Linked DNA regions of Ovis aries: region 2 is linked to region 1. A link is a contact called in public Hi-C data. All regions are on one chromosome and are shown on one strand. Each heading gives the region's core, a stretch centred on a gene start, on an enhancer-like site or on the middle of the called end of the contact. The rest is flanking DNA. Distances are from core to core; before and after follow the strand shown. Region 1 overlaps LOC106991099 (a long non-coding RNA gene). Region 2 overlaps LOC106991099 (a long non-coding RNA gene).

The links. A called contact is a pair of places that touch in the nucleus more often than the background predicts.
Region 2: a contact with region 1 is called in a Hi-C map of liver, with 4 times the contacts expected there. The contact joins two enhancer-like sites. A contact is called at or near these places in 3 of 16 Hi-C or Micro-C datasets (liver, muscle and tail adipose tissue).

Annotation. Positions count from the first base shown.
Region 1 is chr4:96,303,107-96,305,941 of ARS-UI_Ramb_v3.0, forward strand. The region is part of intron 8 of LOC106991099 (a long non-coding RNA gene); the gene reads right to left. Among named protein-coding and RNA genes, the nearest start is that of MIR29A, 13 kb to the left of the region's middle. Within about 2 kb of position 1,500, at least 29 of the 54 cell types and tissues checked have an H3K27ac peak or open chromatin away from gene starts, as enhancers often do. A contact at or near this core is called in liver, where this site is marked.
Region 2 is chr4:96,347,916-96,350,615 of ARS-UI_Ramb_v3.0, forward strand. All of the region lies in intron 6 of LOC106991099 (a long non-coding RNA gene), which reads right to left. Among named protein-coding and RNA genes, the nearest start is that of MIR29A, 58 kb to the left of the region's middle. Within about 2 kb of position 1,361, at least 18 of the 54 cell types and tissues checked have an H3K27ac peak or open chromatin away from gene starts, as enhancers often do. A contact at or near this core is called in liver, where this site is marked.

The DNA.
Region 1 (2,835 bases), core at 250-2,749:
TTAAAAAATCCTCCCCCTAAACCACATGCCCCAATCCAGTGAGTCTAGAGATTCTTTTTGGCTGGAATGGATCCTACAATCAACTGGCCACTAGCTTTCAAATCTGTTTTGATTTGGCCTTTATTGAGGCTGTAGGAATCGGGACATGGTTCTGGCTTCTAGCAGAATTCGCCTCAGTTCTTCTTGCCTCAGAGAAACTGGGAACACTTTTGACTGTCCATATTTTTTTGTGTGGCTCACAGAAAATAAAACAATAGGGAAAACCCAACTTCCTAGTCACAGCTCACAGCATCTTTGGCAACTAAGTAGTGAGTTCCATGGCCTTGCTGAAAACTGTCCCAGGCTTGTCAGAGCAAGGAAATACACCCAGTGCTCAAGACAACCTGCCCAAGAAAACGACTGGGGTTCTGCCTTCAGGGGCACCTCAGCAGTAGAGAATAACGAGGCTCACAGTGTATAAAGCGTAAAAAATTAAGCCTTTAAAGGTAAAGAACTGCATACTCGGAAAGCCAGCGATGTGGTCTCTGACTGTGAAAACTCAAACAGTGGTCACGACATAGCTAACCGTGTAGAGCTTTTGCATTTGGTCAGTGTCTGATTAATCGTCACCAGACTTGTCATGGCCTTATAGGAACTGAGTAAGCTGGGAGTGTTTCCCGAGAGCCACTGTTCAGCTGTGAACATGTAGACAGCCTTCTGTTTTTGTCTTTTGGAAAATCTAATCAGTTGAAATGACGACTTGGTGGTCAGACTTGCACTTCTCTAGCTACTTGAAAAAGGCTTATTTTGCCAGGCAAGGAGTGAGATTATGGTTAACTCGGTTTTTTTAGACTGAGGTCATCTCTATTCATTGGTGTAGTAAACAAGTCAGACTAAAAAAAAAAAAAAAAAACCCTTCCTTTCAAGAGTAACATTGCATTTTTATCTTCTCTGGGATGAAATGAAAGCACCGTAATTTTTAAAAACAACATCCACCAGAGTATCTAAGAATGATATAGAAAACTTAAAAAAAAAGAAAAAGAAACCTTAAACCTCATTTGCTCATTTCTAAGGATACTGGCAGCTTAGGTATCCTATCACTCCATGTCATTTTATTCCTTGAGCGCTCTTATTGTACAAGGTCAAACAGAATCGTAAGCCAACATTTTCAAAACCTCTTCATTCCATTCTTAAAGATATCCATCAATGGATAATTTGTGTCTGTTCAATTAAAACAACCACAGCCCCTGTAACTGTTGAGAAAAGCCCTCTGCGCTTGCCAAAGACACCAGCCAGGAAGGACCATCAGGACAGTCTCCTTTTTGGTCTCCCGGGGCCTCAGTTTCACTTTTCCTATCAGCTTGATGACACCCAGGACACATAAAGGATCCCTTTCTCGGCAGCACCGACGGTGCCCTGAGATCCTTGCACAGCAAGGCGGGGTGGGAGGCCTCCCCGGTTTGCCTGGGCCGGCCTCGCCAGGGCACTGTTCCCAGGGCGGTGACTCAGCTCTGGAGGCCACCTGCTGCGGGGGCGCTGCCACCTTCCGGGTCACTGCCAGTCATGAGGGTACAGGGACAGGGCAGAGCTGAATGGACTCAAAGAATCAACAGCTCAGAGCCAGGTCAAGGGCAGTGCCGGAAGCAGAGCCTTTGTTTACAGAAAGCCCAGCATTTCCAGGAGAGGCTGTGTGTGTGGAGGGGCTTCCCACCTGGGTGCTGAGCGTCTCGGGCAGCACCGAGACGGTGGGCCTTGGGCCATGGTGTTAAAATGAGGGCAGGGCCATGGGACAGCTCCCACTTTCACCACCACTTTGATCAGATCACCATGGCTTTCACAGGCAATAAAGGGTGCCCACTGCTGCAAGATACCCCCACTGCATTTGAGGTCTGCCCATCACCTTCCATCTCTTACGTCCACCCTTCCTCCAGGGCAGCCTCCTGCCTTCCCTTAGGTAAAACCTCTGCTCCAGCTAAAATAAGCCGCCCCCAGCACTCTGCCCTGCAGGGCTCGCTCCCTCTCTGTGCTTCTGTTTTGAGAGGCCGATTGGGCTGCTAGCAGTCAGACACAGGGCTATCCCACCTCGGATTCTCCTCGTTCTCTGCCTTTTCTCTGAGCTGAACCTTTAAGGTCCAGTTCAACCTTCCCTACTTTACACGGCCTCCCTGGGCCACTTGGGCATGTCACCTTCTGCACTCACCAGCACTTAGGTCTCAACTGCAAACCCACCTGATGTGCACTCAGGCTCTAATGTGTTTCGGTCAGTGACAAACACTTAAGGGACCTGTGCTCAGAGTGTGAGGAGAAAAGACAGGACCCTGCGGCAGGAGTCTACCTCTCTCCCTCCTGCCGCAGGAGACTCACGTGCGCGCATTGCCGTCGAGCACATGCAAGGAGCTCTGCAGGCTCAGCAGGCTTTATAGAGGAACTCTAGGCTGGGTTTTAAAGGAAGAGGAGGGTTTTAAAGGAGGGACAAGGTTGGACAAGGGAGGGAGGTGGGTTGTTCAGAAACAAGATGGCACGTTCTCTTGAGCATCTCTGCAGCTTTGGGTTCAAGGGTAGGAGGCGCTGGGGGCCGGGATCTGAGCTCAAAGGACTTGGCCCGACTGGCTGAGTACCTGTGCTGTATGAAATGCATCAACGGGGTTACTCCTGGGTGAGAGAGAAAGACGGCAGGGCCCGCTGCGCCCGGAAGTGCTGAGGGGTGGGGCACTTGGACATACATTATCACATTCAATCACCACCATGTTCTTGAGCCATTTGTTTGGCAATTAATCACATGCTGCCTTGTGACATGATCACCCCGGCTATCTCGTCCCCGATGTGGCCTGCATGCTTGTTTTCTCCCCAGCTGGA
Region 2 (2,700 bases), core at 111-2,610, 45 kb after region 1:
GCAACCTGTGTGGTTTCAACTTTCATATGAAAACTTATCGAGGTCTCTGTGTGTGTTAGTCATATCCAACTCTGTGACTGTAGTCACATGGACTATAGTCACCAGGCTCCTCTGCCCACGGAATTCTCCAGGGAATAATACTGGAGTGGGTAGCCTTTCCCTTCTCCAGCGGATCTTCCTAACCCAGGGATCAAACCCAGGTCTCCCGCCTTGCAGGCGGACTCTTTACTGTCTGTGCCACCAGGGAGGCCAGGTCTGTCAGCTCCTTAACCTCTTCCTAGTCAGCCCTCCTCTTGGCCCACCCACTCCAAACACCTTGTCCTCTTCCTGTCACCTGAACTGCTTCACTTCTGAACTAGGACATTCTGACATCCCTCTAACCAAACCCCCTTGCCTTCAGCTCCTTTTATTAAATATTTAGGATAACCAAACCTAACAATCTTAAACCCCACATCTGATCCTTCCACCATGTCACCTAGGAAGTACCAGCAACAACCCAGTGGTCCAGTTAGAAACTTCCACGTTGACTTCTATTCCTCTCTCTCCCTCATCTCCCACATCCAACAGACCCCCAAGTTCCATACGTCCGCCATCCGCAAACATCAACCAGAGTCTCTCTTCTCTTTCCAGATCACCAGTGCTTCTCATCCAGAGTCCTCTCCCCAGTGAGCTCCTTGCCGGTTTTCCTGCTTCCAGTACTTGCTTCCCTTAAATCTATTCAGCAGGCAGAACTGTCCCTCTGAAACATGAGTCTAGTTGCAGTGTGCCAGCGCTTACAATCCATGAACATTTTCCTATGTCCTTAACGAGATGACCAGATCCCTGAGCAGAGCTTCTGGGCCGTTCCTACATCTAGCCGCTGCCCGCCTCGCTGGCCTCATCTCCTGTTTTCTCCATTTCGGCCCCACATTATTTCTAATTCTTCAGATGTATCATGTTTCTCTTGCCGCAGGGGTCTTGGTATATCCTAGCTCCCCTGCCCAGATTACGCGTTTTCCTCAGTTTTTATCTTGGGACTTAGCACGCGAGTGTCATGCTAAGTATACCTCTTCCTTAAGAGACTTTCCTGAGCCCCCGTCTTGGTGAGATCCTTCAGATGGGTGTTCTGCAGCCAACCTGTATTCCCCCTACCTGACAGTCACCCCACAGTATGGAGTCTCCCTCAGGAGCCTGTTCTGTGGAGTAATATATGGCTCTCTCATTTAGCGCTGTCCTCTTGTGGCCACGCAGTGCTGGTCCATAAAGACACTCCACAAGTCTGTGCCGAGTAAACGAACGTGCAGTTGATTCTTAGAGCCTCGTCTTCAACCCTCCTACACTCTGTCCCTGAGATTTAGCTCCTCCAGGTCTCCAGCGGCCTGATGGACACCTGACTGAGTACAAAGTGGACGGGAATCGTCTCCTCTCTCACACCTACTCTCTTCAAAACCTAGTAGAGCAGAAAGAACACAGGCGAGGAATCAGGGGTGCTTGGCGTGTGCTCTTCTACATCCCACTGGCCGCACAACTTCAGACAAACCTATCTCTTAGCCTTAGTTTTCTCATCTGGGAAATATGGACACAAATACTAGCCTCATAGGATTATATTGAAGGAGATAATGTATGTGAAGGGCTCGGCAGATGACATGGAAATAACAAATGGCACCTGAGTTAAAAAAAAACACCGGGAGTAATTCTGCTTCCATTCTCCTCCCTGCAGCTGCTTCTTCTCCTCCAGACCCATTCCAGCCGGGCCCCCTCACTCAGCCCCCTGCTCCTGCCTCCTGGAGCTCTGCTGGGCCTTCCCGACTCTGGTTTTCTCAGTGCCCGGGCCACCCCACACACTGATACTAGAAGATCCTATGATCACTCCCCTGACCGAAATTCATCTGCTCCTGTGACTTGAGTGTTCAGTCTAAATTGTTTAGTCATAAGCCCTCTCTGCCCTCCTGGGTCTGGCCTCAACAGACCTTTGCTGCCTTCTCTTCCCGTTAGTCACCAACACACACACTGTTGTTGCCTGGCAACAACACGTGAGTCACTACCCACTCGGTGCAACGGTTCTTCCCATCCCTATCTAAGCCTCTACTCGCGTGTCCTTGGACTCAGACCACCCCCCCAGACCCCAGTTCTCAAATCCAACACCACTTTTCTTTCACTGTCTGGCCAAAGCCTCCTCAATCCATGATGCATTTCTTGATTGCCCAGCCTGAGAACATCTTTTCTACAAACGTGCGGTGTTTGATTTATCCCCCTCCTTTTATACATGTCATCTCTCTCCTCTATGTTTATCTGTGCGTGGAACCTCAGCTCCAAGCTCTCCACGGGCAGCATCGTGGCAGGGCCCATGCCGTCATGCTCAGGAAAGGCCCCCAGGAAGTTGCAGCAGCTGAGTGTGCACACCCACAGAGTCCTACTGAGGACGCAAAGCACCCCAGGGGCCACAGTCAGCTAAGCTTCTGCTGGGCTCCTAGGTGAGTGCCTGGCATACAGCAACACTCCACAAATAACTCTTGAAATTAACTTTTCCTCGGGGAGATCAGCTATTGGCTGTGGGACAGAAATTCTGTCTCCGGAAAAAAACACAGGAAGGTTTATCTCTCCCATCATATACTTAGGATGTAGGCAAGCTTCAAGTTCACTCTCTCCCACATGCTAGACAGCTACACTCAGCAATCAATATAGTATGTAATGCTTTGATATATTTAGTATGTCAAAAGT